Linked DNA regions of Zea mays: region 1 is linked to region 2. A link is a contact called in public Hi-C data. All regions are on one chromosome and are shown on one strand. The core of a region is the stretch at or near the end of the contact, and the rest is flanking DNA. Distances in the headings are between cores, read along the strand shown.

What was found. Hi-C and Micro-C count contacts between places; a contact is called where the count stands out from the background.
Region 1: a Hi-C map of leaf shows a contact between it and region 2, with 2.9 times the contacts expected there. The contact joins the promoter of LOC100276408 here to the enhancer-like site in region 2. A contact is called at or near these places in 5 of 25 Hi-C or Micro-C datasets (bundle sheath, ear, leaf and 1 more).

What each region holds. Positions count from the first base shown.
Region 1 is chr7:142,977,412-142,983,706 of Zm-B73-REFERENCE-NAM-5.0, forward strand. It overlaps LOC100276408, which reads left to right and starts at 2,353. Exons shown (of 2, transcript NM_001150211.2): 1 at 2,353-2,790; 2 at 4,119-4,449. The coding sequence starts at 2,430. The coding sequence ends at 4,156.
Region 2 is chr7:142,914,303-142,920,310 of Zm-B73-REFERENCE-NAM-5.0, forward strand. No RefSeq gene overlaps it. Among protein-coding and RNA genes, the nearest start is that of LOC100217221, 8.7 kb to the left of the region's middle. Within about 2 kb of position 1,654, at least 20 of the 20 cell types and tissues checked have an H3K27ac peak or open chromatin away from gene starts, as enhancers often do. A contact at or near this core is called in bundle sheath, ear, leaf and 1 more, where this site is marked.

The DNA of each region.
Region 1 (6,295 bases), core at 1,103-3,602, 64 kb after region 2:
CGGATGCGCTTGCAGTAGGGGGTTACAAGCGTTCACGAGGGAGAGAGAGAGAGAGAGAGCCTTGTGCGTCGGCCCGTTCTCCCGCGCGGCCACCTTCGCGGCCACCCTCCCGTATGAGAGCCCTGGACCTTCCTTTTATAGATGTAACGAGAGGGCCCAGGTGTACAATGGAGGGTGTAGCAATGTGCTAACGTGTCTAGCAGAGTGGAGCCAGAGCCCTATGCACATGCCGTCGTGGCTGTCGGAGAGGTGTTGCTGCCCTGTTCATGTGATGTCGTGGCCGTCGGAGGAGCGCTTGAGCCCTGTGGAAGTACAGCTGTCGGGGCTGTCGGATCCTTACTGACGTCTCCTTGCTTCCGTAAGGGGCTGAGAACCACTGTCGTCATGGAGCATGCGGGGTGTCATCATTACCTGTTTTATCGGGGCGAGCGAGATGGGACGCCGGTCTTGTTCCCCGTAGCCTGAGCTAGCTAGGGGTAGGGTAATGATGGACCCCCCCTGTAGCGTGGTCGGTCCGAGCCCAAAGTCGGGCGAGGCGGTGATTCCTCCGAGGTCGAGGCTGAGTCCGAGCCCTGGGGTCGGGCGAGGCGGAGACCGTCGTCCGAGGTCGAGGTTGAGTCCGAGCCCTGGGGTCGGGCGAGGCGGAGACCATCGTCCGAGGTCGAGGTTGAGTCCGAGCCCTGGGGTCGGGCGAGGCGGAGACCGTCTTCCGGAGTCGAGGTCGAGTCCGAGCCCTGGGGTCGGGCGAGGCGGAGACCGTCTTCCGAGGTCGAGGCGGGGGCCGAGCCCTAGGGTCGGGCGAGGCGGAGCTTCCTATGGCGCCCGAGGCTAGACTTAGCTGCTGTCGGCCTCACTCTGGCGAGTGGCACAGCAGTCGGAGCAGGGCAGACGACGTTGTTTTCCTGTCAGGTCAGTCAGTGGAGCGGCGAAGTGACTGCGGTCACTTCGGCCTTGTCGACTGAGGAGCGTGCGTCAGGATAAGGTGTCAGGCGATCCTTGCATTGAATGCTTCTGCGATACGGTCGGTTGGCGTGGTGATCTGGCCAAGGTTGCTTCTCCGCGAAGCCTGCCCGAGCTGGGCCAAGGGCGAGTCGAAGGTGTGCCCGTTGCTTGAGGGGACCCTCGGGCGAGGCGTGAATCCTCCTGGGTCGGCTGTCTTTGCCCGAGGCTGGGCTCGGGCGAGGCGAGATCGTGTCTCTTGAGTGGACGAGGCCTTGACCTGAATTACGCCCATCAGGCCTTTGCAACTTTGTGTTGATAGGGGTTACCAGCTGAGATTAGGAGTCTTGGGGGTCCCCGACAGCTAGTTGCCCGTACTTTGCTACGATTGTTATATATATCATATAAATAGGTATTGAGATATTTATTCAAATATAATTGTAAACACTAAGCTATATGTGGTCTGGTGGTTAGTCCCAAATTTCTGGAGTAGAGGGCGTGGGTTCGAGTGCTCGCTTTGCAGTATTTTTTACGCGGATGGGGGTCGAGTGTTGGGCAGCGCAGTAGCTGGCTGCACAGTGAAGATCTTGTAGCACCAGGTGGCCACGTTATGTTCTTAATATAAATAGAATAGTATAGATGTATCAAGAGTAATAACCGGAAAGAAACTATAAACAAGATCAATAAAAGTTATAAACAACTCTAAACTATATATATCATTAGATAGTTCTTGATTTTAGAAAACTAATAAAATTAGATTCATATTTTTAAGCTAAAATGAATTTACTATACATTTACAAAGATTAGTTCAGATTTAATATTTTCTGAAAAATGACCAAATTAGTTACCAACGGTAAAATATCGAATAAATATGGTAATTTTCGGACCCAAATCGTTTCCGTTTCCGTATTTTTCTACCGATTTCGTTTCTATATTTTCGGTAAACGTTTTCGTTTAGCACTAAATTTTGGTAAAATTTCGAAAACGATTCTTGGTAACCGAAAATTACGGTTTCTGTTTTTGATCCCTAGTTAAAACCACCCGAACAACATTCTTGTTCTGTTTTCCACCACTTCGACTTCGAGATCAGCTGGAGCCTGGAGCAGCAGCTAGAATTGAACGGTTTTCTTTCAAATTCAACCCGAATTCGCGGAATTGTTAAAACTTTGACTAGTAGGCAACCAACTAGCCGCACAGTTATCCACGTCACCGCGAAATCAGCCAACCAATAAAGAATACGTCCGGCATTATCCTCTTGGTGGCCCCAGCAGTATTTCAACAGCAACAGCGCCCATGTTCCCTTCAATGCTTCCAATCCTTGGTCTCCAGCTCCGCCTCGCGTCTTCCTTTCCGCTGCAGGAAAGTGCAAACCCCCACTCAACTAAAAAAAGCCGCAAGGCAAAGAGAAAAAGCAACGCGAAGCAAACCACCATTTCGGCCTCCCCACCCCCATCCCATCTCATCCCCTCCGAGGCTCCAGGGACGGCGTGATGAGGCCAGCGGCGCCGGCTGCGGCGGCGGACGCGCACCAGTCGCGGCTGCTCTACGAGCTCTGCGCGCTCCTGCTGACCGTCCTCGGAGCGTCGCCGGACGACGGGGCGGGGGCGCGGCCGCTGCTGCCGCGGCAGGTGACACCTGCCGGGGTGGCGTCCATGCTGCTGGGCGCGTCCATGGCGCTGATGCTCTGCGGCTCGGTCACCTTCATGCTCGGATTCTTCCTCATGCCCTGGGTCGTCGGGCTCGGCTTCCTCTTCCTCTTCGTCGGCTTCGTCACCAACCTCTCCGGGATCTGGAGGGCCATCCTCCTCTGGCCCTCCGCCGCGTGCTCGCCCAAGGAAGCATCCTCCCCATGTACGTGATCACGCCGATTTACATGTTTGGGGACGAAACGACCCCACTTGCCCCCTTCCCTTACTGTATGATTTGAGGGGGTGCTCAATATCCGAACCCAGTGAAGAATTCGACGTGATTCCTGTTGAACACAAGAGTCGGTCGTTTTCATTTACTCGGATCGGGGCTAGTTGCGCCAAATTTGGCATCCTTCGCTTAGATTTTGATGAAGCACCGGACTAAGTTTTTGGGGGCGCTTGAAATTTCTGTGGATGTTGAAGCTGGAATAGGTTCTTGCTGCAAGTGAGGAATAAGACAGTTCTGGATATTTTAGTTAAAGAGGGCATCAGACGTGGCTATTTGATTTCCAGACGATGTGAAAAGCCTCCAGGAATTAGTTGGAGAAGTGTTATACCTCACTTTTACATTTTCTATTGCTTGGCTAACAAAACTAGCTTAGGATTTAAGTGCCCGGCACCGCCCAACCCATGGAAACAGAGGGGAAAAGTGGTCCAGCAAGTGATGGCCGCTGCCTGTTGCTGCAAGCCATTGCGAGTTCATTCTGAGTGTGGTTTAGACGTCTAGTTCTGTAAGTTAGATCCGGAAAGATTGTGATAACTGTAGTTGATTGTGATAACTGTAGTTCTGTAAGTTAGCTTAGGTAAAGAAATATGCATGTGAAGTCAAAAAGGTGAAATGGGAATTCTATTATCTGGTTGCTTAGTGCAAGTCAAAATTCTAGATCAAGGGGGAAAAGAAAACCTTCGTATATTTATTCATTCATGCTGATGGGATCACGGGAGACAGGGATGGCTCCTTATGAAAAAAAAATGCTTTCAGTGAAGGCAATATTAGGTAGGATTCATGATTTTGCAGAACAAGAGCTCTCCTGGACTCTTAGCTAAAGAGCAGAAAAGCAGCAGACAAGTGGGGCTCGTCCTGTACCATTTCCTTTTCAACATTTCACTATCAAGCTGCCATATATTCCAATGTGGACAGAATATTAGAGATACAAGACTGACATAAGCGTACAATTTAACCTCAGTATCATCACCGGCCTCGACTATCTCTAGACTAGAAAAATTATTATATTTAAGCAAGTGATAAGTCTATAGTCTATTTTTCTTCTTCTTTTATGTACAAAGCAGATAGACTAACCGTGCCAGTCCTACGTGAACTGGTACTACCATCTAGAATCACTCCACGTCGGTGGACTTACATTATCTTTATTCCCTTAGTGCCAGTCCTACGTCGTTGTCATTGTACAGAGAATTTATACATGTTTCACTTGTTTGGGTGTCCAGCACAACACTGTAAATATGACCTTTGGTGTTGTCTACTTCTTGCAGGGCATATACTTCCCAAGCCTTCATTCATGTCGATGTGAATGAAGGCAATCACAAAGCCGGGCTCCCACGGAGGTGTATAGAAACAGGGGAATTCGAGCAGACTGTTTTGTCTTTGGCAGCCTATATTTTCCTTCCTGGACAACCTTTTCTTTTTTACCATGTAACGCCGCAGCAAGTTTGGAAATGGTTTTATACTGTGGGGCTAGGAGGATACTTGTCTGTACATACGGAAAAGATGATCTGGTCTAAACATCACGTGGAGCTTGTAATTGTTTCAGAAACGTTGTTCCTTGGCAAAGAAAACGAGAGGTCCCGTATCGCTGTTCCACCAGTGAGCTTGTGTCGTCTCTCCAGTATTGCTGTTCCACTGGGTGTCTCACCTGAATCTACCGTTATGCTCCGACTTTGCTTATGTTTGGACTTTGAGAGGAGTGGATGCAACCTCCGAGAAATTATTTTTGATATTTAAAGTTTTGTAATACGAGAAATTAGACCATAAGTGAATATTTATAAGAAAAAAAACAGAATAGGTAGGTCCTATGGGAGAGAGGAGAGGGTAGGTTCGGGCCGCTCTAGCGTTGGACTTTTATCCTAGTTAACCCTCTCAATCAGATTTAACTCCGGCGATACGTCCACAGACTTACCGCCGCCGCCTCCGAGCTCCTGGAGAGGCAATGGAGAATTTTTGTATGGTATGGTCTGCAGCTTCGTCTGTTCCGGTTTGGATGGGGCGGTACGAGTCACTCATACCCGTAGGCGTAGAGAAGGCGTGCTTTCCTCACCGGTCTTGACAGAAATCTTACGCGTGAGCTTTCACCATCTGGCTTTATGCTTGTGATGTTACGCAACGAAACTGCAGCGACCGTGTGTCTTGTCGCCCACATCAACTGTCTCCTGTCCTAAACATCTCTAACAATCCCTTGCTTAAACATTGCCTAACCCCTGCCCAAACCCAGCAAGCGCAACAGACCTTGAAGAAAGTTCTCCCTCGAATTCTTCCTGAGCACCAAAGGGGCTATCTATAATGCGACCACGTTCGCTCGTGCTCCCATGTCCCAGACCTGCTAGAGCAGGAGAGCCACCGAGGCCCCCACGAAAGAAAACGATTGGGGTCAAAAAGAAAAAAGATAGGTGGTATGGCGACGGAAGAGTTGTGCCCTGCCACACGAAAAGCTCTACGCTGGTAGGCGCCGGTACGGGCATCATCACGCCATCACCCACCGTCAAGCAACAAACAAGTCATCCAAGGTGTCTTCGTTCTTCCAGATACAGTCATACAGAAATCTGGCGCATTCGACATGGAGTTCTCAGAACGTGGAAAACTGAAAGAGCTCCTTTGATCTGTAGGGGAAAAAAAACTATAAGCGGCTGGTTGAAGCAACTAACTAGCATACCCTCTCTATCTTCCCTTGAAATAGAAACATCTCTCTGTTTACACTCGTTTGGAAAATCCAGAAACAGGTTCCACCAGGTGCTCTATAAAAATTGTATTGCACGAAGAAGAAAAAAACAGTTTAGGGCCCGTGTTTGGAGCCAAAATGAGCGGCGGATGGTCCGGTCCGCGCAAGCGCAGAACAGATTAGGGTTCCGATTTTTTTTTGCTATGTTTATTGGCGAGAATTTCAGGATAAGCTCAGAAATTAGTTTGTAAAGGGTCCAGCCCCCTCCTCTATAAATAGAGAGGTATACGGCCGATTTATCATAATCAATCGAATCAAAACACTTCTATTTCGCATTTATTTTCTAGGAGTAGTTCTAGTCTAGTTCTAGTTTAGCCTTCCGATCCCCAAATTCTTCGCCTCTCTTCGACTCTACGTGGATTAGAGGAGTCTAGGTCGGCCTGCCCGAGCCTAGACAACTCTTAGGATCTCTCCTCCCCGGCGGGGTCCCTCCCGGGAGCGAGATCCAGGCGCCGCCGGCGATCTTTCGCCGCCCCTGCGCACGCGCGGACCGTCCGGCCCCAGGGCGCGGACCGTCCGGCCGTCAGGCAGGAAACTCTAGCCCCTGCGCCAGGTCGCAGACCGTCCGGCCCCTGGCCGCGGACCGTCCGCGCCTGACCAGAGAGCACTGCCACGGTTTTTGTTGAGTGTTTGGCGCTCCAAAAAGGCGTCAACATACTTTTTGGCGACTCCGCTGGGGACAACACATATAGACCTATCAAATCGGCTCTCAATGGC
Region 2 (6,008 bases), core at 404-2,903:
TAATCAGGTTGTTTGATGTGGGTCGATCTGTATATCTTTGGTCGCTTAAGCACTCAAACACACAAGGTGCTTATCCTGATTCAGGTGTCTAAGCTCTATGTTCAGCAGTGATGTTTTTCATGTGAAGAATGTTCAACTAAGTTTTTACCATGGATAAGGGACAAAGATGTAGGGGCAGCACTATGTTAATCTTGGGTTTGGTTTCTTGAAAGTTGGTCGATAGATATCAGTGTGTTATAGGGTCCAATCCCTTCTATAGGAGCCCATGTCTCATCTTATACATCGGAGGGGGAAGCAATGAGAGTGCAAATCACATGGTTTCTAGGTTTTTTTTCTATGGTTTGTCGCCCTGGACTTCAGTGTTCTTCCACCCGACGCTGCCTGCCTTTTGTTGTCTTGTAGCCGGAGGACGACAACATCGCAACCATCCTCTAATGTTGTGTTGTCACATGACGCTGACTACAAGGTGCTATCTATTGCCACCATGTCGTCCCTAAGTGCATGTTCCCGTGGCTTTCTCAGTATGCCTATCTTTCCCATCTCAAATATTAGATATAGGAAGGATGAAGAAACAAGTTCAAAGTAGCTCAAGCATAACTTAGTAAGGTATAGTTAGGTGGGAGAACAACAAAAGTGTAGTGGGCTCTTATGATTCTAACTCTGCTTCTATGATGTACCTTAACCATATAGTTATAACAAAAAGATTAAGTCTGCATAACAGATATACTTAGACGGTAGGTGAAATAGTAGGAGCTACATAATTGGTGCTGGCCTTACCTTTGAAACTTGTGTTGAACATTTCATGGAATACATAGACTAGACATGGTTATTAGCTACCACAAATAATACGTGCAACAACATAAAAATACGTGCAACAAGCATTAACTAAAAGAGTATAAACATCATGCTTATAACTTCTCTTACTACTTAGGATGTAATTTCTCGTGGTGTCCATCCGCAGAATCAACTCAAGTTTGATTTAGAATGGCAAAGTTTAGTGTGAAATATGCCTGCGTCTAATACATACGCCACATTTGCCTAAAGATTTTCTAGTAAAGGCGTAGTAGAGTGTGTTCAGCAATGAATATTTGGGCCAGGACGGCCGACGTTAGGAAGGTGCCACGTATACTGTAGCAAATGGGCTCTCGTTTGAGCCTGATGGGCCAGGTAAGCAGGACGCGTTGTAATGGTGTTGGCCCAAATAAGATTGCGTCCGCTTTTTACCTGAAGAAAGAGCAGTGCACAGCTCAAAGTCACAGTTGGACACATGAGAAATCCGACATCGGCGCACGTTTTTCCGTCCATTCGAGTACATATTCTGCCCAAACGAGCGTGCGCCTATTTTCACGGTCCGTGCAAGGCCTGAACGGCGTAGTTGTGCATTTCTTTTTATCTTGGATTTCAGCATCACACAGCACTATTCAACCACCGGACCACGTTAACCTTTCCTTTATTGTAATGGGAAGCAAGGGGTAGGCAAATTTCGAAGAAAGGGTGACGCCGACGGATTGATTTCATTGGTCATTGGTTGCAGGTTGCAAGGCAACACAACAAACAAACGAACGAAAAAGCGTCACGCATCTGATCTATCCCCCATCCCATCCCCAACACCACGATGAGCGGACGGGACGTGCGGATAAAGCGGTCACGGCGCCCGATCAGATCTGCGCACCCCTCTTCGCCCTCCGGTCCGTCGCAGGCCGTCCCTATAGATGTCCAAACAGTGCGGGCCGCCCGTTTGGCCCGTGGCACGGCACGAATTTAGCCCGGTCCAAACACGGCCCGACACGGTCGGTTACGGGTCCGGGCCGACACGGCCCGTTTAGCGGGCCGGGTATGGGCACATACGGCGGCCCGCGTGCTTTGGCCCGGCCCGGCACGATAAATGGATCGGCACGACGGCGGCCCGCATATTTATGTAAATACTAAATATGTAAATACATTTAATTCTCTCATAGTATGTAAATACTAAATACGCGGCCAAACATATATAAAATGCATACATAAATATAAAATGCATACATAAATATTTTGTTGTCTTAATATATATAAATAATATGTTATTATATATGATTAATTATGTTAAATATATGTATTTATATACCGTTCTACTGTTGGTTCGGGCCAGTGCCCGGCCCGGTCCGTTGAGGCCCATCGGGCCAACGGGCCGGCCCGGCACGATTTTTCCCTGTGCGTGCCGGGTTTGGGCATGTCTCTAGGCACGTGGGCCAGCCCGACCCGGCCCGAAGCATCAACGGGCCGTGCCTGGCCCGGCCCTATTCGTACCGGGCCGAAACGGGTTCGGGCCGGGTCCGTGCCGGGTGACCCGTTTGGACATCTATAGCCGTCCCCCCGCCGCATGGGGAAGGAGCAAAGCAAGCGCCCGAATAAACGCGCGAGTACCGGCGGCGAACGGGCGAAGCCCAAGGTAAGGTCACATTGACAGTCACAACTCACCGCAGCCCGTCCGATCGGCAGCCGGCCCGGCGGTCGACACGTTGTGGTTCGGTTGGGGGCACCACCGGTACGCCGCCGCCGACGCCCGACGCACTCCGCCGCTGGATCACGTCGCGCTCACCACCACCACTTGGCACTTGCTCGCGTTCGTACGTCACACAGCCGAATATCCCTCGGGATGGATCGGACGACGGGACGGAGCTCGCGTCAGGCTCGGGGCGGTACCGCGCAAGGTCCGTTGGGTGTTCCATTCACTTCCCCGCGTGCTTTGGTTTGCCTCCGTCCGCTGCCGGCAACACGCGACCTCTCTCCGAACCGTCCATTCCGGACGGCGGCGTGTCCCGTGCTTGTGCAGACGAGCTAGCCGACCGCAGCCAGGCTCTCAACTCTGCTTAGACTTTTAAGATGTACTGCCACAAATCCAAGAATTTAACTAGGACTAATCGGTTGCTCGTGCGTTGCGACGACTTACAATGATACCCACGTAAACTACCCACAAAAAAATTCAAGAATTTTTATTGATTGTCTCTGCTTTCCGTATAATATTTTTTTATTTGGCTAACTGATGTTATTGTTTACTCCATGCAATATGTCATGGTACAACACGGCCAATAAAGTGAGCGATTAGAAAAGAGTTCACAATGACTGACTGAATGAACAGAGATTATAAAATGACATAGTTCCATCATACAGAGACCAAATAAGAGAAAGTTTGTGAGCTCAAGTTTCTAAAATAAGTAACATGAACTCAAACTTATAAAAAAGATGAGTCAAAATATGAAGTGAATGCTAAAGTGAGGCATCAATAAAAACTGGATGCGCTCCATATAAATTGTGCTACTTCGTAGCAATTACTAACGTTTAAACCAACAAATAATCTTTTCATTTTCCTGTTAGTGTGACAAATCATTGTTGCTCCATCCAATTCAGCAACCTTAGACACCATGGAGTCTATTGCGCCAATGTGGTCTCAGAAACGACCTAATGCTTGCAAGAGCCAAGAACGTCGTGCCATACTTGGGCTGTAGCTTCGGCCCGTAGTGTTGGTCCGGTCAAAAACGATTATATTTTTTTTATTTTAGAAAAAACATATATACATATATATACAATTTATATTCAATATTAAAAACATCTGAGCATGATGTTATACCGGTAAGTCAACTTCACCTAATGTCTCCCGCCTTTGTTCCATCAGGGGCATGGGTTCAAACCCCACCTCCTGCACCGTTTTTTAACATTTTAGGCTGATTTAATCAAATGGGCCGACGGCCTAACGGGCTGGACTGACTGAGTCAGTCGGCCGGCATAACGTGCATAGGCCCGAGTTGTGGCCGGTGGGCGTCTGGCCCATGCTGGGCCGCCGTTTGGCCATCTATAGGCGGACAACGGATTAATTTGAAATAGCTGTGAGAGGTTATTTGTAAAAAGATGACGAGGGGCGACCGTTGAAACTGGTGCTTTAAGTATAGTATAGATTAGAATTATAACTTTGAGGTTCTGAAAGATGTCAAATGAATTAGATTCTCGGTTTTTCAATTAAAAGAGATGGCTAAAAAATGCACACCGACAACAGCGACCTTCTTTCACTAAGCATATGGCTTTTAGTTCATTTTGAGAAGCAGCTGAACCGATAAGTTGCTGCAGAAGCTGTCTGTTTGGCAGAACTTCAGCTTAAATTTGTGAAGAAGCTGAAAATAAGCTGTGCCAAACCGGGCCTATATATAGATTAATGGCATGTAAACCTATGCTCGGTTTTTCAGTTAAAAGAGATGGCTAAAAAATGCACCATACAACTCTAAGCCCCAACATTAATGCAGTTAAGACAATATATAGAAATTTGTGAAAAGAACCTGTCTTTTTTATTTTTTTGCATTTAACCCTTTAAAGACTCCTAAAAAATCCTCAATTAATGAGGTTATACATGCTCTAATAAATCGGATATCTTGACAGTAAGAGTGTAGGACAAACATCGTGTTGCCCCTTGGATATTTATGCAAGTGAAAAAAAAAATATGGCCACAACCCCAATAGATTGTTATGCCACCGACCATAACTCCGAACCCACGCTCTCTTCCTTGATATCATTCATACTTAAACTCAATTCTGAACTACTTAATTTCTTAACTTACATTTTTTGAAGCAAACTCTTGTATTAGAGGCTGATCAGCTGTATGGTCACCTTCTTACGTATCGCTTGTGATACTTAGGGTGTGTTTGGTTGAGCAGTGAGGAGGAATAGAATGGCTCCATTCTAATTTTCTGGATGTTTGGTTTCCAACAAAATAAGAGTGGATCGGCTCCTCGATCTCTATATGAAAATTTACTATAAGTAGTTGAAACGCTCTCACTCCATAAAAACGACCGGATGCGAGCGCTCTTCCGGACGTGAGCGCTCTCCCTCCTCTCCTCCCCTCTACACCTATACGGTTCTCGAACCAAACAAAGAATGGAACGGCTCCACTCTATTCTTGTCGGGGACCATAACTAGGGGTACCCCCAAGACTCCTAATCTCAGCTGGTAACCCCCATCAGCACAAAGTTGCAAAGGCCTGATGGGTGCGATTAAGTCAAGGCTCGGTCCACTCAAGGGACACGATCTCGCCTCGCCCGAGCCCAGCCTCGGGCAAGGGCAGCCGACCCCGGAGGATTTACGTCTCGCCCGAGGGCCCTCTCAGGCGACGGACACACCTTCGGCTCGCCCAAGGCCCAGTCGTCGCCAAGAAGCAACCTTAGCCAGATCGCCACGCCGACCGACCGTATCACAGGAGCATTTAATGCAAGGATGGCCTGACACCTTATCCTGACGCGCGCTCGTCAGTCGACAGAGCCGAAGTGACCGCAGTCACTTCGCCGCTCCACTGACCGGCCTGACGAGAGGACAGCGCCGCCTGCGCCGCTCCGACTGCTGTGCCACTCGACAGAGTGAGGCTGACAGCAGCCAAGTCCGGCCTCGGGCGCCATAGAAAGCTCCGCCTCGCCTGACCCCAGGGCTCGGACTCGGCCTCGGCCCCGGAAGACGACGAACTCTGCCTCGCCCGACCACAGGGCTCGGACTCGGCCTCGGCCCCGGAAGACGATGAACTCCGCCTCGCCCGACCCCAGGGCTCGGACTCGGCCTCGGCCCCGGAAGACGACGAACTCCGCCTCGCCCGACCCCAAGACTCGGCCTCGGGTCCGGAAGACGACGAACTCCGCCTCGCCTGACCCCAGGGCTCGGACTCGACCTCGACTACGGAAGACAGACTCGACCTCGACCTCAGAGGAGCCTCCGCCTCGCCCGACCCAGGGCTCGGACCGACCACGTCACAGGGGGGGGCCATCATTACCCTACCCCTAGCTAGCTCAGGCTACGGGGAACAAGACCGGCGTCCCATCTGGCTCGCCCCCGTAAACAAGTAATGATGGCGCCCCGTGTGCTCCATGACGATGGCGGCTCTCAGCCCCTTACGGAAGCAAGGACTCGACAGCCCCGACAGCTGTCCTTCCGCCAGGCTCCAGCGCTCCTCCGACGGCCACGACATCTCATGAACAGGGTGCCAAAACCTCTCCGGC